2 separate regions of the Mus musculus genome follow, and region 2 is linked to region 1. The links are chromatin contacts, called in public targeted proximity ligation maps. All regions are on one chromosome and are shown on one strand. The core of a region is the stretch at or near the end of the contact, and the rest is flanking DNA. Distances in the headings are between cores, read along the strand shown.

Evidence for each region.
Region 2: a contact with region 1 is called in a targeted proximity ligation map of embryonic stem cells, with 5 times the contacts expected there. A contact is called at or near these places in 16 of 39 promoter capture datasets (the 3T3-L1 cell line, 3T3-L1-derived adipocytes, the C10 cell line and 10 more), 2 of 484 Hi-C or Micro-C datasets (embryonic stem cells and liver), 10 of 130 datasets of targeted methods (the NIH/3T3 cell line, bone marrow-derived dendritic cells, embryonic forebrain and 4 more) and 4 of 9 other capture datasets (adipose tissue, embryonic stem cells, liver and 1 more).

The regions. Positions count from the first base shown.
Region 1 is chr19:29,828,792-29,834,606 of GRCm38.p6, reverse strand. No RefSeq gene overlaps it. Among named protein-coding and RNA genes, the nearest start is that of Ranbp6, 19 kb to the right of the region's middle.
Region 2 is chr19:30,173,141-30,178,636 of GRCm38.p6, reverse strand. Gldc (glycine decarboxylase) reads left to right here and starts at 3,196. Exons shown (of 25, transcript NM_138595.2): 1 at 3,196-3,646; 2 at 4,135-4,213. The coding sequence starts at 3,377.

The sequences.
Region 1 (5,815 bases), core at 1,932-4,431:
GTACTTGTGACAATTTCTAATTATATTTGTACCCTTAACAGTGGTTCTGGGCTGGGGAGATGGCTCAAATGTGTAAAAGTGCTTTCCACACAAGCAATGATGACCTCAGTTCAAATTCCCAGGACCTACCTATGTAAAAAGCTAGACATAATGCTTGAAGGTTTGCGTTACAGTGTTCTATCAGGGAGATGGAAGGCAGAGACAGGAGAGAACACACACGCACACGCACATGCACATGCACACATACACACATACACACAATGGTTCTGATCTCTATATATGTATATATAAATATTTTTATTTTAATATATTTTAATAAAATGTCTCATGTTAATGAAAAACTACATATATTTTGTTTTTCATTAACATATATATGTATATATACCTATATATATTTATGTTGTTTTTCATTAACATAAAACATTTTATTAAAATTTACTTATGTGGGACTGGAGTTCTGCTCAGTAGTTCTGCTTTCATACAATATAAGAAGACCCAGATTCCCTTCCCAGCTGTACATAGATAGGCCTTGGTCATGCATTCCTCTGTAATCCCAGCACTTGTGAGTTGGAGGCAGGAGGATCAAAAGCTTAAACTCATAAACAAACAAACAAACAAATAAATAATAAGGCTAGAGTCATCTTCTCTTACATATAGAGTTTAAGGATAGCTTGGATAGAGATTCTGTGAAAAAAAGAAAAAAGAAAGAGAGAGAGGAAAAAAGAAAACTTTTTAGTTTAAAAATTACTAAAACTGGTATTTGGGTGCACAAATATTAATAATCTGGACCCATAACTCACATAGCATTCACAAAAATCCATTCTATATAGATCGTGGCTATAATGAAAGCCAAAACTACAGAGCTAAACCATGAAATCCAAACACTTAAGCTAAAAGTATGAAGAAAATAGAAAAGCACCTTTGCAACCTAAAAGTATTTTTATAACAAATATGTCACTAACCATAAAGAAAAACAGATTAGATCCACCAAACATTAAACATCCTGCTCACTGGGAAATGCTCTTTTTAAAAGTAAAAGGAACAAAAACAAGCTGAGATACAAAATTTGTCCACAGGAGAGTGTTTTAAGTACCCAAATTTATTTAGGTAGGTGGCATTTTAAAGTTGATCTGCTATGATGAAGTACATACAGGTCAAGGAATATACCTCACCCGATATAAACGCAGTGCCCTAAATGGAAAATACAATGTCTTAAGTAAAACTATTTAAAGTTGGCCCCCCAAAATTAAAAGAGAAGTAACAGAATTGGAAGGAAATATTTCATAGATCAAAGGATTTGCATATGGAATGTGTGAATGATTCCCTATAACAGCAGTTCTCAGTCTCCCTAGTGTGTGACCCTTTAATACAGTTCCTCATGTTGTGGAGACCTCCAACCATAAAATTACCTTGTTGCTATTTTATAACTATAATTTTGCTACTGTTATGAACTGTAATGTAAATGTCTGATACGCAGGATTTCTGATATGTGACCCACAAGGGGATGATAACCCACAGTTTGTGGACCACTGCTCAGTAAGATGTAATGCTAAAGAGGATAATGTAGTCTCCTCACCTGAACTCATGTTAAGGCACAACCACGTGGTTGCAGGAAGTTCTTAGAAAAGTGGGGCCCACCCAATGGAGGAGCTAGAGAAAGTACCCAAGGAGCTAAAGGGAACTGCAACCCTATAGGTGGAACAACAATATGAACTAACCAGTACCCCGGAGCTCTTGACTCTAGCTGCATATGTATCAAAAGATGGCCTAGTCGGCCATCACTGGAAAGAGAGGCCCACTGGACTTGCAAACTTTATATGCCCCAGTACAAGGGAACATCAGTGCCAAAAAGTGGGAATGGGTGGGTAGGGGAGTGGGGGTGGGTGGGTATGGGGAATTTGGGATAGCATTGGAAATGTAAATGAGGAAAATACCTAATAAAAATTTAAAAAAATAGACCCAGATTTAAAAGCATATCTCATGATTAAAAAAAAAAAAGAAGAAAAGAAAAAAAGAAAAGTGGGGCCCAACAATGGGGAAGCAGAGGCAGGCAGATCCTATGAATTTGCAAATAGCCTTGTCTGTATACCAGGTTCCAAACCAGTGAAGTGCTACATCTTGAGTCCCTATCTCAAACAAAACAGCAAAACCCAAACCAAAACAATCACAGAAAAACCTCTTCTATCTTTAAACTCTAATAAAATTGTCTTCAGACTTCGAAGAAGAAAAGGAAGAGAGAAAAAGAAAAGACGTGGGTAGTTTGCTATGAAAGAGGAGCATCCTTGAAACAAGGAGGTTTTATGTACAATCAAGGAAACGAGAGCGTAAGAGAGACTGTCAAGACAGTAAGAAACTGGAGAAACCAACTCAGTAGACTTAAGAATTGGCTTTGCCAAAACTGAAGGAGGGAACTCAAGTGAGCAGCCGCCATGATGGAAGAAACTGAGATGAAGACAATTCATTATCTGTACTTAAAGGATAGAAGAACCTTTAAGTTGACCTATTTGCAGTTCCAGAAGCTAAGAAAGCGCTTCGAGATAGACCGTTACCCTAAGGAGGAAACTGCAGGCCTTGGCTGAGGAACTCAAACTGTGGAAAGAAGTCATCAGATCCTGGTTCTTCACTCAGCGTCAAAGAGAGATGAGCCACAGACGGTTTTTGATGGGCTACAAGGGTTGGATAACGCGTTATCCAAATTATTCTATCCCTTTATGGTATTCATAGCTACCTGTGGCTATTTAAAGCCACGCAGAATATGAAGTGCTTTCCTCTTCCTCCACCTTCCTTCCTTCCTTGTCCATTCTCTCCCCTCTCCTCCTTCTCCCCCAAACTTTTCAGCTCCACCTTCCCTCCCACTGCCCAATCACTGGCTCTAGCCTTTATTTTACAAGTCAAGGTGGGGAGCAGGTTCAAGAAGTCACCTGTATCCGTGATTCACTCCTTATCCACAACCCCTCCTGGAAAAGCAGAATTAGCATCAAAATACAAACAGTACCAGGACTATCCACAATACTGTCATGCGATCCAGAAGTTCACAGATGGGGTAGATGTTGGGGTGTACCAACGTAAACGATCTGGGCCTGGGAGGGAGCTGTGTTGTTCAGCCCGCCAGCTCTCCTGTGCCTTCACCACCAAGGCCAGCTCTCCCACTTTGCCCGGGTAAGGAGTCGGGTCAGTTTTCTTGCTGTGACAGCTGGTGGGACTGACTCTCCCTCTCCAGCACTGTCCTGGCTAGGAGAGGGGCCTGAGAGGTTCTCTCCCGAGCACCACAGAAATTCTTACAGAAGCAAAGATTTCACTGAGGCTGGCTTACAGGTTCAGAGGTTTAGTCCATTATCATCACAGAAGGAAGCATGGCGGCACCCAGGCAGACATAGTCCTGGAGAAGGAAGGAAAATTTTACATTGAAAGCAGGAAGGAAACCTCCAACCAACGAGGCCACACCTACTCCAACAAGGCCACACCTACTTCAACAAAGCCACACCTACTCCAACAAAGCCACACCTACTCCACCAAGGCCATGCATCCTAATTGAGCCACTCCCTATGGACTATGGGGGCCATTTTCATTCAAAGCACCACAGTGGATAAAGGAGTTTGCAGCCAAGCTTGAGAGTTGAAGTTCAATACCAGGGACTCACAGGGTAGAAGTAAATGAGAGACTAACTCTCAAAAGACTCCCTCTGGCTACATGCCCACTGTGGCGTACATGTTCATATGTGTACTCATGCATGTACACACACTTAGAATTTTAAAATGCTTTGAGGAGCCATGGAGAAAGTTCAGCATCTGGTCAAGGCACTTGCCAGAGTGCCTGACGGCCTGGGTTTGATTCCTGAGACCAAATGGTAAAAGGCGAGAACTGAGTTCTGACCTCCATCTAAGCTCTGCGGCATGAGCACATATGTCCACACACCTGAAACACACACAAATACGGTCAATGTAATTTTTAAATTAAATTTGAAAATCCGTCTATTACTTACATGTAAGGTTGATGGAGGTATCTCTACCTCCCACCACACCCCCACCACAACTCTACCTCATACTCTAGTAGCTGCTGTGGCCTCCTTCAGATTTCTAGGGTCCAGGCTGACAAGAGAACACTTACTGGATGGACATTTTCTGTTTGGTGATGGAATGGCAGTACAGTGCAGGCTTCACTCTACTTATGTATTTCCAATTCCTTCTCCAGCAAAGGAAGTCTCGTTGGTTGAATCCACAGTTAGTATGAAACTACCTGCCTCACCAGCCGTGGTAGTGCATGCCTTCAATCTCAGCACTCATGAGGCAGATGGGCAGATCTCTGTGAGTTCAAAGCCAGCCTGATCTGTGTAGTGATCTGTGTAGCTCAGGGCTGCACGGTGAGACCTTGTTTCAAAACAAAACAAAATGTAAAAACCCCAAACCACAAAACAGAGCAAACAAAACTATCTACTTTCAGAGTAGTGGGGGGGGGGGGGTTGTTTTGTTTTAGAGGTGAATATGTCTCTCACAGGAAGATAGTGATGGTGCCTTGAGACAGTTAGGGATATCATAGTGTGGATAATGAGAAATTATTCTACCATGTATGAGATAGAAGCCAGGGGTGCTACCAAACATTCTACCATGCTCAGGGAACACACACACAACACACACACACACACACACACACACACACACACACACACACACACACACTGTATTTCCTAAAAGAATCACTCTACCCAATGTCAGCTCTACTGAGGTTGAAAACCCCTGACTTAGAAGAGAAATTTGACAAGTTAGGCAGCAACAAAGTGAAAGATATTGAATTTGGGCCATTATTGCACCCAGATAGATCCCGAATGTGAATACTCTTACTAGACTTCTTCATTGAGATTTTTCATAAAGAATTACCTCCTAAAATTGATAGCCTATAAGAAGTAAAACATAATATAGCACTCTGACCCTCTCAATTCCCTTCAAAATCTTTTAGTTTCTGACTTATTTTCTCATGCCTTGTGTAATGGTTAGTGTTTTCAACTTCACAGAATCACCCTGAAGAAAGGTCTCTGGCCATGCCTGTTGGAAATCACCTTGATTATGTTAAAATTGAGTGTGGTAGTCCACTAGTGTGGATGGCACCCACTCCCAGCGCTGGGATTTTAGTTTGTATAACCTAGTGAACATGAGAGGAGCGTAAGCACTCTTCCCTCGCTGCTTCCCAGTCCTGGGTGGATATGACAAGCGTCTTCAAGCTCCTATGGCCTTGTGTCCCTCATCATGATGAACTGGACTTTGGAACTATGAACTAGAATGATCCCTTTCTTCTTTAAGTGGGTTTTCCAGAGACATTTTATCATAGAAACAGGAAAAGAAACTTAGACTGACATTGGTACCCAGAAGTGAGGCTGTTGCTGTGATAAATCTGACAGTGTGGTTCTCAGGCCATTGGGACAGTTTTGTAGCTGGACTGTGGACGAGCCTGAGATCTGAGGTTAGAACAGTTACAGAATGCAGGACTCCTTCCTTGTTCTCTGCTCATTGACTGCTGACATCATGCGACCAGCTTAAAGCCCGTGCTGCCTTAACTTCCGCCATGGTGGAGCCGTGAGCTGAAATAAACCCTTTCTTCGTTAAGTTGCTTTTTTCCAGGGTAATTTATTACAGCAACAGGAAAAGAAACTGGGACAGAAATAGAGATGGCATCGTGGTGGTTACTGTTGTCAGAATCGAGAATCCCTGGGCATGCCAGTGGGTGGTTATCTTGGTTATGTTGAGATAGAAGGACTTGTCCACTGAGGTACCATTCCCAGGGGTAGAGCTGAGCTGTACAAAATGGAAAGTAAGGGAAGCTC
Region 2 (5,496 bases), core at 1,947-4,446, 340 kb before region 1:
GTTGGGTGCCCTTACCCACTGAGCCATCTCACCAGCCCCAAGGCAACTCTTATAAAGGCACACATTTAATTGGGGCTGACTTTTAGTTCCAGAGCTTCAGTCCCTTATCATCATAACTGGAAGCATGGCAGCATGCAGCCAGACATGGTGCTGGAGAAGGAGCTGAGAGTTCTGTGTCTTGATTCAAAGGCAACCAGGAGAGCCTGGTATCCTCAGGGAGCAGTTAGGAGGAAGATCACTTCTTCAACGGGTAAAGCCTGAGCATAGGAGACTGCCAAAGCCCATGCCCACAGCGACACACTGTCTCCGATAAGGCCAAACCTCCTAACAGTGCCACTCCCCATGGGCTAAGCATATTCAAACCACCACATACTGTAACCCAGGAACCTATTTCATCAGTTGCATTTTACATTACAATCACCACACTTTCGGGGGACAGAAGGTAAGGACAGGGCTTCCAAAACCACTGGTGCTCGCTCCTCTTACCAATGGGCTCTCCATGCTTCAGTGAAAGGAAGACTGTGTTGCACATGGGAAAGTCTATGCTTAAGTTTACTTCTCATCAAACCTTAGGCTCCACCCTTCTCAACGGCACCAACAATGATCAGCTCTGTTAGCCCAATTTACAGAAGGGGTCGTTGTGCTGGGTATCATCAGCCAACATAGCGGACTGAGAGCCACTCCTGGTCGAGGTTATGCACTGCCTCTGTCTCTTTTCTCCTTGCTGTGATGAAGCTCTGATAGAAGCGACTTAAGGGAGGAAGGGTTTCTTTGGCTCACAGTTCCAAGTTACAATGCATCCTGGTGGGAAAGTTATGGCATCAAGAGCTGGAAGCAGCTGGTTCTATTATGTCTTCAGTGAGAAGAGAGCAGGGAGATGTGTGCATGCGTCTGCTCAGCTAACTTGCTCCATTTTGTACAGTTTAGGATACTAGCCCTGCAAATAGGATGCTGTTCACAGTAGAAAGATCTTTCCATCTTAATCAAGATACTCCACCTCCAACAGTCAGGCCCAGAGGCCCCTTTTCCAAGTGATTCTAGATTCTGTCAAGTGGATAATTAATACTGACCATCTCATAACTAAATATACAATCTCTGGTGCTACAAACATCAGCAATTTCCATATAACCTCAATTTTCACTTGGTCAGGAATTCAATGTCTAGCAGAAATCTTGTCATGATAAAGCATGTGAGCAATGTGTTCTGATTCGTTCCCCGTAGAAGCTTCTTTTGGGGGTGGGGTTTTGAGACAGGGTTTCTCTGTATAGCCCTGGTTGTCCTGGAACTCACTCTGTAGACCAGGCTGGCCTTGAACTCAGAAATCTGCCTGCCTCTGCCTCCCAGGTGCTGGGGTTAAAGGCGTGCACCACCACACCCAGCCCTATAGAAGCTTCTTGTCTGACATCAAGTATCTACTCACCTTCCTGGAGTATATGCCAACACCTGACTTGGGCTATGGGTCTAGAAGCTAAGGGAGGTTGACAGGTCCTTCCATGGTTAACATGTTTATGGTGAAATTATAGGACCTTCAAGGAAGGTATGGCCAGTCTGTTAAAAAGGAGGAGCTGGTTCAGCAATCAAGGGAGACTTGGGGGAGGAGTGTATTACATTGGGGGTGAGACAAAGCCACATACAACTTCGTCTGTCCACAAATCCCCTATGTATCCAAGATTGACCTTGAACTCCTGATCATCCTGCCTCTCTACCTCTCAAGTATAGTGATTACTGATAAGTACTGCAGAATGCAGCTTACCTCAGTAGAATATGCTGTTCCCAATAATCATGTACATTCCAAACTACTAAAAATGTCCTCATTCTGATGTTTATATAGAAGACCAAATAAAGTTATGAAGTCAGCTTGTGTGGAAATTTGGCAATCCAACACTGGGTCTAAATGATTCCCTAAATATGTGCTTCCTGTAGCAATAGAAATGAAGGGATTCTTTCAGAACATTGGAGTCGTCTCCTCTTCTGACCTGTCATTTTAACCTACAAACTCATCACAGTAGTTAGCCCTCCCTACAAGTCCTTCCACTGGAAGGTCTTAACTTAGCAACTATTTGGTCTAGCAAAGACCTGCCTGCAACAGACACAGTAGTCGCCCCTGAAAGTTTAGGCAACACTGTTTCTTGTGTCTTTCCCAAGACCCAGTTTCTCTTTGCCTTCAACTCTAAGGTCATCGTTAAGGATGTGTATAAAGGTCAGATAGGCGGGTCCCAGGTTCCTGTCCTTGGGGGTCAGCTTCCTGGAGATGCTTTTGCTTTCATTACAGTATCTGTTTAGGTTTACTCAGGAAATAAAAATATAGCCAATATACCAACAGCATACTCATGCATTCCACGTAAAGGAAGACTGAATTTCAGGAATGGGTGCATATCAAACCAGTACAGAGAAGACGAAGGAGACATACAAAGGAGGGAGGGAGAAGACAGGTGCTGGGGTGTAGCTTGGTGCTAGTTGGGAGATCGGGGGTTTGGTTCCCATCGCATCATATCTCAAAAAAAGTGGGGTCAGGGGGATGGCTCAGTGATTGAGAGCACTTGCTACTCTTATGGTTGGGCTATCAGCACCCACATAAAAGCTCACAACAGCCTGTAACACCATTTGCAGGGAATCTGATGTCCACTTCTAACTTCTGCAAGCATTCGGCATGTATGTGATACACAGACAGACATTTCACCCAACACACAAATCAATAAAAAATAATATTAAATCTTTATTAAAAGATTAAAGCATAAGATATTTTAGGGGCTGTGCTCTTTGTCCAGATTTCATAACTATGAAAGAACCTTCCTTTGCCCATAGTGGTTTTCATGAGATGTGACCCTAAAGTCAGTAAGTGGAGACCAGCTAACTATTGGAGTCTTCCTGTCTTCTGTCTCAGTGCATTGCTCCAGGAACTTCACGAATGTTAGGGCTGCCCCAATGGGCCCTACAACCCGGCCAGTGGGCCTATAGAGCATCCCGAACCCCTGTGTAAGAAGAGGGATTTGGGACCTTAAACTTCCAGCATCAGGCAGGGGACTCCACCCTGCTGCTGAAGAGGGGAAAGAAGTGGGAGGAGGTGGGAGACAAGGAGGAGAGAGAAAGGGAGGGCCCTGCCTCGCCCCCGCCCTGCAACCCATTCCCATTGGCTAAAGGTTTCCTGGCTCCATCCTACTGCCCGCCTTCGGGCGCCGCTTAAAGTGTGCGGAGCAGGTGCCTGCTGAGGCGGAGGAACTTTGCAAGAGTTAGTGCAGTTCGCTGTACCCATTCATTGCCCGCAGTGGTCGGGAAGGGGATCCAGGGACTGCGGCGGCCACTCCCGGGGCATTGGGGCCAGAGGAGGGCCGGAAAGCGCTGCTGACCCTCGTGGGCTGGGGAGGTGACGGCGTCCATGCAGCTGTGTGCCAGGGCATGGGGGCTGCGCCTGGGCCGCGGAGCCGGGGGCGGCCACCGCCTGGCTCGGGGCACCGGCTTGAGTTGGGCGCAGCGAAGCCGGGACAGCAGCGGCGGCGGTGGCGGTGGCGGTGGCGGGGACCGCGGCGCGGCTGGGGCCTCGCGCCTTCTGGAGCGCCTCCTGCCCAGACACGATGACTTCTCCCGGAGACACATCGGCCCCGGAGACAAAGACCGGAGGGAGATGCTGCAGGCGCTGGGGCTGGCGGTAAGGCCCTCCACCCTCCACCCTGCCGGAGCTCTGCCCGCTGGGCCTCCCGGCTCCCACCTTGCCTTCCTCCTCCGTCCCGGGCCCCAGCTTGAAAGCGAGCTCGCTCTTAATCGTGGTGCCTTCTCCTCTCTTAACTTTTACTCTGTTCTCGCTCTTCTAAAGTGCATTTAAAAAATATCCCCAACTCCAGACGAACCCTAACTTTGCAGGAAAAGAAGACTCCCTACTTAGAGTACATTAATCCGGTCAGCTCCAGTTGCAGCTCCCGAACCCGGAGTAGCGGATTTACCATCCGGCTCCATCATTTTTTTTTTTTTTCCTCCAAAAGATTTCTGCTTCCTGATGTTTCACTTTAAAAAGAACTCTTAATTAGACGATTTAAATGAAGTTCCTACCAGCCTTTGAAGATAAACTGAAGTGGCTCTCTTAACTCAGGCTCTTTGCTCTGACTGTCCTGTTCACCAGCTTGCGTTTTTAAATTTTAGAGCATTGATGAGCTCATCGAGAAGACGGTCCCCGCCAGCATCCGCTTGAAGAGACCCTTGAAAATGGAAGACCCTATTTGTAAGTGGCCGGGAGGACTCTCAGGGGTTCCGCTGCTCTGCCTTCTATAATCTCTGTCCGGCTTTGGGGTTGGATTGCTCAGTACTTGACAGGCCCTAAACCGCTGGGATTTTTCTTCCCTGAGGAAAACCTATGTAAGCCCCTTTCATGGTCTTTATCCCTGAGTTGCTGGCGAGGCACCTACAAGCTTTCCCAAAGAAGGCTTTGCAAAAGACACGTGTTGGATTAGAAGTCTCCACCTCATGCACGCCCACCGGAAGGGCTTTTTGTTCCTTTGAGCTGAGAAGGTAGTTATCTCAGTAGATCAGGTGAGACTTCCGAAAGGACAAAGGAAATCACCTGAGGTCCTGCAGCTAGAGAAGAGACTTATTTGGAAGGGGACTTAGACTTCTCAAAGTCACGAGAATTTCAAATTGTTCTGTCTCACATCGGTTTCCCCTCTCACCCTCACCCATCTAAAGGCAGCAGTGCTTTGCAAGCCTGAATATGTGGGGTTTTTGTTTGTTTGTTTGTTTGTTTTGTTTTTTCTGAAAAGCACACAAACTCGATTTGTGCTTGGTTAAGAAATCTCAGGCTAGTTATAGGCTTCCCTTTTTAATGATTATTTTGTTTTTAAAAGATTTTCTTGCATTTATATTTGTGCACCACGCGGGCTGTTGGGTCATCTAGAACTGGAGTTCCCCACAGTTAGGGAACTCCAAACCTGGGTCCTCTGCAAGAGCAACACGTGCTCTTAGCTATTGAGCCATCTCTTCAGCCCCTCTTGGTAAAAGTGGTTTTAATGGTCCTAATGCTGTCTTTGGGTGGTTTTTTTGTTTGTTTGTTGTTGTTTTTTTATGTGGCATTGACTTCTAGGAGTCAGGGAAGAATCTAGATGTTAAGGGATGGTCAGAGCTGAAGAACTCTTAGAAAATTAAAAAAAATACCAAGCTCCCTCATCTGATAACCCCAGATCATAGAGATATTTCTCTAGGGCAATTGTTTCGTTTGCTTGCTTGCTTGCTGTTGCTTGTCTGGTTTGGTTTCTGTGAGAAGAAATTCTACATGCAAAGCTGGTTTTGTTTTAAAAGACATCCTGAGCCTATTCCGGCTGCAGCTGGGGATGCTGTACCTCAGGTTCTATGAGGGCTGCTGCCCTCCTTGCTGTCAGATGCTGATGGCCAGGGGCTTGCTCACAAAGCAAACCACCTGAGACTTGGAAAGATGGCCATAAGGAATACCTATCTCAATTTCAGGACACCAACATTCTGAGCCATCAAATGTGAGAAAAACAGAAGTTGGCT